Regions from separate parts of the Pan troglodytes genome. Here region 1 is linked to region 2. The links are chromatin contacts, called in public HiChIP or PLAC-seq maps. All regions are on one chromosome and are shown on one strand. The core of a region is the stretch at or near the end of the contact, and the rest is flanking DNA. Distances in the headings are between cores, read along the strand shown.

The links. HiChIP or PLAC-seq counts read pairs in DNA pulled down with a chosen protein or histone mark.
Region 1: an H3K4me3 HiChIP or PLAC-seq map of stem cell-derived excitatory neurons shows a contact between it and region 2, with 3 times the contacts expected there. The contact joins the promoter of CTTN here to the promoter of FADD in region 2. A contact is called at or near these places in 1 of 7 Hi-C or Micro-C datasets (stem cell-derived neural progenitor cells) and 1 of 1 datasets of contacts at active chromatin or transcription factors (stem cell-derived excitatory neurons).

The regions. Positions count from the first base shown.
Region 1 is chr9:72,455,993-72,461,660 of NHGRI_mPanTro3-v2.0_pri, reverse strand. It overlaps CTTN (cortactin), which reads right to left and starts at 2,527. Exons shown (of 17, transcript XR_010147269.1): 1 at 2,163-2,527. It overlaps LOC134807260 (a long non-coding RNA gene), which reads left to right and starts at 1,869. Exons shown (of 2, transcript XR_010147270.1): 1 at 1,869-2,129.
Region 2 is chr9:72,255,804-72,261,560 of NHGRI_mPanTro3-v2.0_pri, reverse strand. It overlaps FADD (Fas associated via death domain), which reads right to left and starts at 1,574. Exons shown (of 2, transcript XM_508611.8): 1 at 1,024-1,574. The coding sequence starts at 1,309. The region is part of intron 3 of LOC107967138 (a long non-coding RNA gene); the gene reads left to right.

The sequences.
Region 1 (5,668 bases), core at 1,278-3,777, 200 kb before region 2:
GGTCAAAAGAAATTTCTTTTCAGTAAGATTTAGCAGAAGGTTAGCTTCTAGTTCTAGGGGACCTAATATCAAAACAACCCTGCCTCCCCAACTTTTTATTGAGTCCCACTTAAAAGACTCTTCCTTGTTCCTTGAGTATCTGGCGAATACTTCTCTAACCAGAGGAGAAACAGGACTGACTCTGTGCTCTGGAGCCAGTGACTCACCCACACGGTCAAACACGTGAATGGAGACAGGGGCAGGCGGCCAGCCCCTCCTGCGCCACGGCCTTGGGCCCGGCCGGGCTTGAGGGCTGGATCATGCCTGAAGGACCTAGTGGGTGAAGTCCCCCCGACAGAGCCTGCGCAGCCAAGTCAACACTGAGCCCAAAGGGAGCGCATGGGATTCCAGGGAGCGCTCACCGGATGCCTCCGGAGCTTCCTTCAGCAGAAAATGAATTCCTCCCCAAGGGGCCCCAAACGTCCACAGATTCCAGTGGGAGGAAGCCCTGTCCCTTCTCACCCAAGGCCTTCCAGCTTCAGGGATCAGGCATCCCTTAGACTATCCAGGTGATAGAAACGTAACAGAAAGCCCCAAAGCACCGTTCTGGTGATTTTAAACACACCCCGAAGGAGGGACGGTTCCAAATTTAGAGCCTCACGACTAGCTGCAGCCGCGCCTCGCTGCCTCCACTGACCTGATTGCAAAATCTCCGCTCAGGTGCAGGCCGGGGGGATCCCCAGCTGCTCCGCCACGTCCCACAGCGAGCCCCTCAAAGTCGCGCACCCCAACCGCCTTGACCCCCGCGGACCCCATCCCTTTTCCCTGCGCCTGGATCCCTTCCCCTGGAGCCCCAATCCCCTCCCCTCGGACCCTATACCTTTCCTCCGAGCCCCGACCCCTTCCCCTCGAACCCCAATTCCCTTCCCCTCGAACCCCAATTCCCTTCCCTCGAACCCCAATTCCCTTCCCTCGGACCCCATCCCAGTAGCTCTGCGCCTGGACCCCTTCCCGTCAGACCCCAATCCCCTCCCCTCGGACCTCATCCCTTTCCCTCTGCTCCCAGACCCCTCCCTCTCAGACCCCTCGCCCTTTCCTTGAGACCCCCCACACCCACCTTCCTTGGCCCCTCGAACCCCGGCCCCCTCCGCTCAGACCCCCGAACCCCACAGGCCCAGCCCATCTCCCTCGGGCCCCAATACCCTCCCCCTCGGAGCCCATCCCCCTCTCCTATTCCCTCGGACCCAAGACCCCTCCCAGCCTGGCCCCTCTCCTGCCCTGGAGCCCCCCGGCGCCCAGGGACCCTCCCCTCAGAGCTGATACCCCAATTTGGCCCCTTTCTAACCTTCCTCCGCGGACCCCAGCCCCAAGCCCTCCGTGCCCCCTTGCCCCCTGCCCGGCCTCCTTGGGCCCAGACCCGTCCTCGTGGCCCTCGCGGACCCCCGGCCCACGCCCTGCCCCGCCCCAGGCCGGGAAAGCCTCGCCACTCTGCCCCGGCCCCCGAAACCGCAAGCGGAAGAGCGGTGAGACCGCTGCGGCCGCCGCTTCCTTCCCCTTTCGCGGCCAGGCGACGCCACAGGAGGGAAGAAGCAGAGCCCGGCCTGCACCCCGGGCGGACGCCGCGCTCGCTCACCGCCGCCTGGGGTCGGTCCGGCCCGGGTCGGCCCTGGATCCCGCCGCGCCAGCCGCTCCCAGGCGCCAGGCTCTACTTCCGGTTCCGCGGGCGGGGGCGGGGCCGCATCCGGGTCCCCGCGCGACCCCGCCCCCTGCCCCGCCTCCTCCCGCGTCCTGGCCCGCAAGAGCCCCGGGGGTCCGCCCGCAGCTGGCTAAGCGCTAGCCCGGCCTGTGGCGAGTCTGCAGAGCTCGCCCGGAAGTAGCGTTGCGCGCGCAGAGGATGGGCGCTGAGCAGCACACAGCCCGCGGCGGGGTCTCAGGATCCGCGGCGCTGCCCGGGGCCGGGGGAAGGAAGCCAGCCGAGGAGACGCACGTGCCCTGAGTCCGGGAGCGGGGAGCCTCTTCATCTCTCCATCCTCCCTCCGCGCGCGCCCTCAGCCGTCCTCGTCCGCTCACCATGCACCTCCCCCCCAAGAAAGGACCACATGCGTGCCAGGGACGTGAGCCCCGGCCACAGGGACATAGCAGCCTAGAAGGTGAGTCAAGCGTTAAACCACATGGGTACTCACCTGGGAAATGAGATAAATGCCAAGAAGTGAGAGTTTCATAACATCGTATTGGGGAGACGGTAGGACCTGAACCCCTGGGAGACCAGAGGTTTCTTTGGGCGATTCACATGTTAGCCAAGATGTGAAGGCCCTATAAGAGTAAACAAGGTAAGGAGGGAAGAATTTTCCAGGCAGGCCAACAGCAGGTTCAGAGGTCCCAAGGCAGGAACGGTCTTGCAGCAGGGGAACTGGAGGAGGCTCAGCTCAGCATGGTAGAGGGCTGGTGGTGCAGCGGAGCTGTGGTGTGAGAGGGGCCAGGTCATGCAGAGGCCGAAAGAGCACAGCGAAGACCTCGGTCTTTATTCTGGGAGACACGGGAAGTCCTCGGAGGAAGTTAAGCTGATAAGAGACATCATGAAGTTTGGGCCAGGCGCAGTGGCCCACGCCTGTAATCATAACACTTTGGGAGGCTGACATGGGAGGATCGCCTAAGGCCAGGAGTTCGAGACCAGCCTGGTCAGCATAGCGAGACCCCCGCCCCCGCCCGCCATCGCTAAATAAATAAATAAGACATAATGAAGTTTGAATTGTAATGAGATCACTCTGGCTGCTGTGTGGAGAATGGATGGGAGAAGGGCCAGGTAGAGCCTAATGTAGCCAATTCGGGCAGACCGCTGGTGGCAGGTAAGATGGGGAGAAGTGGATAGATGCAAGAGGCATTTAGAAAGCTAAACTGTCAGATGTGAGGATGAATTGGAAGTGCGGGTGGCGGAAGGAAATGTCAGGTGTTGACCATTTTTTTAAAGGTAAAATCATGACCTTCATACACATATAAAATGAACACGTCAAATATTTTATTTAACTCGATAATGAATACATCATAAGTTGTTACAAATTGTTTAAAGAATTTGGCCAGATGCAGTGCCTCGCGCCTGTAATCCCAACACTTTGGGAGGCCAAGGCAGGAGGATTGCTGGAGGTCAGGAGTTTGAGACCAGCCTGGGCAGCATGGCAAGACCCTGTCTCTACCAAAAAAAAAAATTTTTTTTAAGAAAAAAATTAGCCAGGCATGGTGACGTTTACCTGTGGTCCCAGCTATTCTGGAGGCTGAGGCAAAAGGACCGCTCCGGCACGGGCAACAGAAACCCTGTGTCAAAAAAAAAAAACCGAAGACGAATGCTGAAATGAATTTGCAAAAACTGATCTATCTCTAGTGCAAAGGTCAATTGCATTTAACTGGACACAGCTAATTTGCATTTTCTGTGCACAAGGATTGTTGGCCAGGCTTGTAATCCCAGCACTTTGAGCGGCAAGGCCAGAGGATTGCTTGAGCTCAGGAGTTCAAGACCAGCCTGGGCAATATAGACCTCATCTCTGAAAAAAAAATTTTTTTTTTTTTACATTGCTGACTGTTTTTTTTTGTTTGTTTGTTTAATCTTTAGAGACAGGGGCTGGAGTGCAGTGGTGCAATCAAGGCTCACTGCAGCCTCGATCTCCTGGGCTCAAGTGATCCTCCCACCTCAGCCTCCCAAGTAGCTGTAGCTGGAACTACAGGCACGTGCCACCACACTCAGCTAATTTTTTTTTTTTTGAGATGGAGTTCCCCTCTTGTTGCCCAGGCTGGAGTGCAATGGCACCATCTCAGCTCACTGCAACCTCTGCCTCTCGGGTTCAAGCAATTCTCCTGCCTCAGCCTCCCGAGTAGCTGGGATTAGAGGCGTGCGTCACTTTGCCTGGCTAATTTTGTATTTTCAGTGGAGACAGGGTTTCTCCATGTTGGTCAGGCTGGTCTCGAACTCCCGACCTCAGGTGATCCTCCCGCCTCGGCCTCCCAAAGTGCTGGGATTACAGGCATGAGCCACCATGCCCGGCCTCTAATTTTTTAATATTTTTGTAGATACTGGGTCCTGCTGTGTTGCTAATGCTGGTCTCGAACTCCTGTGCTCAAGTGACCCTCCTGCACTGGGATTACATGTGTGAGCCACCACATTGCCAGGCCACATTGCTGCCTGTTTTTTAAAGGTTAATTTCTGCCTCTACAGAGGTATGAAATCATCTAGTCAAAAAAGCAGGCATAGCCGGTGGTGTCCATCTCAGAGGGAGCCCTGTGACTGTATTGATCCAGCACAAACCCCTCCTCTCAAGTCCCTCACTGTGTCACACCTTTTGCCATAAGAGGTCATAGTCATAGGTGCTGAGGATTAGGCTGTGGACATATCTTTGGGCGCCCACGGAAATGTTCTTATTTCTATTAAAATTGGAAAAATGAACTTTTAGGTTGAAGAAAATGTATTTTATTCAAGAAAACATGTAAAGAAAATATAGCAGCCAGGCGCGGTGGCTCATGCCTGTAATCCCAGCACTTTGGGAGGCCAAGGCAGGTGGATCACCTGAGGTCAGGAGTTCAAGACCAGCCTGGCCAACATAGTGAAACCCCGTCTCTAAAATTAAAGTACAAAAATTAGCTGGGCTAATTTTACAGAGAAGGAAAGACAAAGCTCACTGCAGACTTTTCAGCAGGAGGGCAGCGTTCGTGGCTTAGAAAGACCAGTCTGCTGCCGGTGAAGAGCAGGGTGCTTCAGAGTGGCTCCCAGAGAGAAAGGGGCAGCACACTCTTCCACATGCCCATTGTGCTCCGCAGGAGAATGTGTGGCAGAGACTGAGGCTGGCCACAGGAATTACACATACAGTGTAAAATTTGCAAAGCAAGAAGTATAGCTGTGCTCAAAAATAGGTCGAAGCCGGGCGCCGTGGCTCATGCCTATAATCCCGGCACTTTGGGAGGCCAAGGCAGATGGATTTCTTGAGGTTAGGAGTCCGAGACCATCCTGGCCAACCTGGTGAAAACCCGTCTCTAATAAAAATACAAAAATAAGCCAGGCGTGGTGGCAGGCGCCTGTAATCCCAGCTACTTGGGAGGCTGAGGCAGGATAATCGCTCAAACCCGGGAGGTGAAGGTTGCAGTGAGCTGAGATCGCGCCATTGCACTCCAGCCTGGGAGACACAGCGGGACTCTATCAAAAAAAAAAAAAAAAAAAAAAAAAGTGATATCTCTGTGAGCCAGAAATGAAGAGAAATGCAAAGTGCTGAGTGGGCCTGCAACTGCAAAGCTGCTGGGCCTGGGTCACCCACGCTTGTAAAAGAAGCACGCAGCCAGGGGCGCACCAGTGGTCCCAGCTACTTGGGGAGGCCGAGGTGGGAGGAATCACTTGAGCCCAGCAGTGCAAGACCAGCTGGAGCAACATGGTGTGAACCTGTCTCAAAAAAATAAAAATAAAGAAAAATTTTAAAAACCCATGCAGCCAAAGAGGGATGTCCAGACAGCCTTATGTCCAGGACCTGAGCAAACCAGTCCCTGACTTAGAGTGCAGATTGGACCTGGGGCATTTGCACCACCACGCAGGACTGTAGGACTCAACACAACACATGTGACGGAGATGTAGCTGTCCACCCAGCGCCCCCACCCTCCTTGGTACTAAGTGGACATGTGAGTGTCCAGCTCTACTACATTTCCCAGCTTCCCTTGG
Region 2 (5,757 bases), core at 325-2,824:
TCCATAAAACCCGATTTTTCTACGTCCTGTTTTGTTTGTTCAGTACTGATGTTTTTTTAAAATCTGGACTTGACTGCTCTCAGGCAGAGAGCTGTTCTGTCCATCCTGTCCTCAACAGGCACCAGTCCTTACAGAGTGAAACCCATGGTGACACATTTAGGCCCTATCTGATTGGTGACTGAATGGCTGATTCCAAGCTACAGCTTGAAGCCTCTGAGAGGCGTCCCCAGAGCACTCCCAAGCCTCTCCCGACTCTGAGAACAAGGGGGGTAGGGCTGAGAAACTCTGCTGTACTCAGAGTTTCTTTTTTATCCTGGAAGCTGCTGCAATCCACAGGCGAGGGTGGAGAGGGAGTGACCGAGAGCAGGACAGGAAGCCACTCCACAATGAACTTGACCAGAGAGGCAGTGCAGTGGCTAACACCACCCATCCGGAGGCCGGACTGCTTGGCTCAAGCCTAGCTCCGTCAGTTATCGGCTGCGCATTTCGGCAACGCCACTTAACCTGTGAGCCACAGTCCTGTCCTCTGTAAAATGGGAACAGTGATAGCTAACAGTATCTAAGCCACAGGGCTACTGCGAAAATTGTATTTGGCAGTTACAAGGGTAAGCGGCACACTGTAAGCCCCTGGGTAGGAGTTACTGAATGCTAGTATTACTCTCAGACAGCCGTGAAAAGCATATTCCGAGACAGAAAGGAAATGATGCGAGGCAGGCTCACCCAACCTCTGCCCCTCCCCCACACCTTCTCTGACTCATCTTTTCTTCAGTGAGTTTTCTAATTTACCCGGGCAGAAGGGGGTGGAGGAAAAAGGACTGTGCGTGTCCACGCCCTGCAACCTCGAATAAGTTAACTTTTCTGCGTTTCTGGCTCTCCCATCTGCAAAACCAGGGCTGTACGGAGAAAACCCACGCAAATCAAACCCGGCAAAGGGGAGGCGCCTGGAAGCCAACCGGAGGAGCCTCGCAGCACCTACAGCCGGGCGACCAGGCCCTGGCTCCACCGGCCCGGCCCCGCGCCCACCTTCTTCCCCAGGCGCGGCCCTGGCCGCCGCCCCCGCCTCGAAGTCGTCGACGCGCCGCAGCAGGTCGTGGCGCCGCAGGGAGGCGAGCAGCTCGCGCAGGAGCTCGGTGTGCCCGGGCTCCAGGTCGTTCTGCTCCAGCAGCATGGAGAAGAGGTCCAGGCCGCTCTGCACGCGCTCCATCTTGCGCTTGCCCACGCGCCCGAGGCATAGGAACTTGAGCTCGGTCAGCTCGCTGCTCGACAGGCTGGACGACACCGAGTGCAGCAGCACCAGGAACGGGTCCATGGCGGGGCCTGCAAGCGGCCGGGGCTGCGGCCCGGCCCTCCGCGCGCCCGCTGTCCTCGGCTCGCTGGCCCTGGCCAGGTCTCGCCGCTTGCCCAGCGGCCCAAGGATTCCACCCCCGACCCTGCACTGCGGCGCCTGATTCACTACCGGAAATCGACAAGAGCGCGTTTTCGACCGTTATCTCGCGAAAACTAAGGGACCCGCGCATGCGTCCCTAGCGAAGCCGTTGCCGTTTCCGCCCTGGCTGGCGGCGCCGCGGACGGGCGCGGCTTCTGCGCCTGCGCCCGGCGTATCGTCTCTTTTCCGGGTGGGAGGTGGGGCCTTGGGTGTCCTGAGAGTCTGCAGGTGGCCCAGCTCTCTGCGGTGAGGGCGGTCGCGCCTCTGCCGAGTCCACCTGTTTGCAAAGCGCGGTGCGGCCCTACTGTGTGCAGGGCCGGGGCGGGGAGGGCGCAGCCCGAACGTCACGTGCCCTCACATCTGTTGGTGACCAAGGTTACTTATGCATTAACGTTTAGGGACAAACGTGGAAAATGCATTCTTTGGTACCCCTGGAGACATCTTGTGTGTGCAGAAAACACTACTCAGAAGTTTATGTGCGTTTAAACATGTGATTTAAATAATACATGATTTCCAAAGTAGCAGTCGTTTATTCAATCAACAGTATTGAGCGCCTACTGTGCCAGGTAGTAGGGTCTGGGGACAAATTAGTGAGCGAAGCGCGAGGGTCCCCGCGTGCCCGGAGTTTACATCATAATTACAAAAGCGACACGCTCCAGAAGAGAAGGTCGTGGCGGCTGTGGTGGCTCAGCCTGCAATGCCTGCACTTTGGGAGGCTGAGGCAGGATTGATTGAGACAAGGGGTTCGAGACCAGCCTGGGTAACATAGTGAGACCCCGTCTCTATTAAAAAATAAAAATAAGGAAAAATAAGGAAATCGTATAGTATGCCAGAAATTCAGAAGAGCCAGGGGAAAGGGAGTCTCTTCACGGGGTGGGCGTGTGGAGGGTGGGGGGCCCGGTGGTCTGATGGGGCCTCTGTAAAGGCGCAGGTGAAGGCTGGGAGGGGCCGGGTACCTAGGTGTGGCTGGGGTTCCAGGAGCAGCAATGCCGTGGGTTTGGAGGTGAGGAGGGGGTGCAGATTAGGAGAGCCCTCACCAGCCAACAAGGACCCAGCTTTACCACAGGGTGGGGCAGGGGGTGATGCCAGCTGAGTTTGTTTTCTTGAGATATAATTCACATACCATTCAATTGACCCTTTTAAAGTCACACTTCAGTGGTTTTTAGTGTAGTCACAAGGTTGTGCAACCCTTACTGCTGTCTAACTTTAGGACATTTTCATCACCCCAAGAAGAAACCCATTAGCATGTACTCCTCCCCTCCCCCACCAACCACGAATCTACTTTTTCTTTCTTTCTTTTTTTTTTTTTTTTTGCTTTTTTGAGACAGAGTCTCGCTCTATGGCCAGGCTGGAGTGCAGTGGTGCGATCTGGGCTCACTGCAACCTTTACCTCCCGGGTTCAAACAATTCTCCTGCTTCAGTCTCCTGAGTAGCTGGGATTACAGGTGCCTGCCACCATGCCTGGCTAATTTTTGTATTTTAGTAGAGACAGGGTTTCACCATGTTGGCCAGGCTGGTCTTGAACTCCTGACCTCAAGTGAGCCTCAGCCTCCCAAAGTGCTGGGATTACAGGCGTGAGCCACTGTGCCCTGCCGAATCTACTTTTTAAAATCTATGGATTTGCCAATTCTGGACATTCCATGTGTACAGAACCATACAGTATGTGGCATTTTGTGTCTGGCTGTTTTCAGCATCATTTTCAAGGTTCATCCATGATGTAGAACATATGAGTACTTCATTCCTTTTTTTTCTTTGAGACAGAGTGTCACTCTTTTGCCCAGGCTGGAGTGCAGTGGCACAATCTCGGCTCATTGCAGCCTCTGCCTCCCGGGCTCAAGCGACTCTCGTTTCTTGTGCCTTAGCCTCCCGACTAGCTGGGATTGTAGATATGTGCCACTATGCCAGGCTAATTTTTGTATTTTTAGTAGAGACAGGGCTTTGCCATGTTGGCCAGCCTGGTCTCAAACTCCTGGCCTCAAGTGATCCTCTTGCCTCAGCCTCCCAAAGTGTTGGGATTACAGGCGTGAGCCACTGTGCCCAGCCTCCTTCCTTTTTATGGCTGCATACTATTCCACTGTCTGGGTGTTTGGGTGCCACAGTGTGTCTATCCATTCATCGGAGGATGGGCATTGCCTTTGCTTCCACTTTTTGGCTGTTGTGAATAATGCTGCTATGAACACTGAGTTACAGTTTTATTTTGTTTATTTATTTATTGAGACAGGGTCTTGCTTTGTCACCCAGGCTAGAGTGCAGTGGCACAGTCATAGCTCACTGCAGCCACCTGGGCTCAAATGATCCTCCCACTTCAGCCTCCTGAGTAGTTGGGACTACAGGCACATACCACCACCCCTGGCTAATTTTCGTTTTTTTTTTTTTTTTTGTAGAAACAGGATTTTGCCATATTCCCCAGGCTGGTCTTGAGCTCCTGGGCTCAAGTGATCCACTAGCCTCAGCCTCTCAAAGTGCTGGAATTTCAGGTGTGACCACCGTACCTGGTCTTGAGTTACATTTTTTTTTTGAGATGGGGTCTCACTGTGTTGCCCCAGACTGGAGTGCAGTGGCACTATCTTGGCTCACTGCAACCTCTGCCTCCTGGGTTCAGGAGATTCTCGTGCCTCAGCCTCCCGAGTAGCTGGGATCACAGGCATGTGTCACCACATCCGGCTAACTTGCCAGGGTCTGACCCACAGACCCGGGCTGCACTACAGATGAATAATGTACTCAGACACCAGTATTCAGTGAAAGAGCTGGCTAGGGGGCTGGACCTTTCACAGAAAGAGTTGTTCCAGCCCCGTGGCCTGACTAGCTGGTCCTGCAGGCATTTATTCAGCACAGACTTAATGACAAAGGCTTTGAGTCAACACATTTGTGGGTAATTAATCTGGTCGCCCTCCCTCAGAGAGAGTGGTCCTGCCCATGAATGATCAAAGGTCTGTTTTAGGACAACATGAGTGAACAAGCTATTTAGACAAACTCCTCTACATTCCTATGTATCTACGCCCTAAACTTTTAAGAGAATTCAGCTACCTTCAGCCAAATCTTTTACTGAAGCTATGCAAACCTTCCAGCCTTCCAAGAAAGTTTGTGTCTATTTCCTATAACTTTATCTTTATAATTTCCTACCACTTTGACCGATCTCCTGCATTGTGTATGTTTAGCAGAGACACGGTTTCACCATATTGGCCAGGCTGGTCTGGAACTCCTGACCTCAGGTGATCTGCCTGCCTTGATCTCCCAAAGTTCTGGGATTACAGGTATGAGCCAGTGTGCCCAGCTTTTTTTTTCTTTTTTTCTTTTTTCTTTTTTTTTTGAGATGGAGTCTCATTCTGTCACCCAGGCTGGAGCGCAGTGGCGAGATCTCAGTTCACTGCAACCTCCGCCTCCCAGGTTCAAGCGATTCTCATACCTCGAGTTACATTTTTAAAGATCACGCTGGTTGCTGGTTAGAAGCCAGGGGACTACAATAATCTGAATGAAAGGCAGTGCACTCAGACCAGAGGGCAGGTAGCAGTGGAGGTGGTGAGAGAGGGCAGCCTTCTTTAGATTGGGGATGTGCATAAACTAGAGAATGCAGGATATCCTGTAAACTTTGAAGGCTGGTCCATCCATTGATGGAAACCGGGACGGTGCGGGTGGGGTGGGCTTGAGGGAGGACCGAGATTGGCTTGGGATGTGTGTGTGAGATGCTGCTATGGTTTGAATGTTTGTCTCCTCCATTAATGGGTTAATGGACTGATGGGTTATTATGGGGGAGGATCACACTAAGCTCCCTCATCACGTGATACCCTGCATCGCCTCAAAACTCTGCAGACTCCACAGAGAGCCCCCGCCAGCAGGAAGACCCTCCCCGAAAGTGGACCCTTGACCTTGGACTTCTCTGACTCCATAACTATAAGAAAGAAATTTCTGGGCCAGGTGCAGGGACTCACACCTGTAATCCCAGCACTTTGGGAGGCCAAGGCGGGTGGATAGCTTGAGCTAAGGAGTTCAAGTCCAGCTCAGGCGACATGGTGAAACCCCATCTCTACAAAAAAATACAGAAAAAAATTAGCCGCGTATGCACCTGTAGTCACAGATACTCTGGAGGCTGAGGTGGGATGATCATTTGAGTCTGGGAGGCAGAGGTTGCAGTGAGCTGAGATTGAGCCACTGCACTCCAGGCTGGGTGACAGAGTGAGAACCTGTCTCAAAAAAAAAAAAAAAAAAAAAGTAAGAAATTTCTTTTCTTTGTAAATTATTCAGTTTCATGTATTCTGCTATAAGCAACAGAAAGCTAATACAGATACCTATTAGATGTTTTGGTGGAGATGTTGACTGGTCAGTGAGGGGCA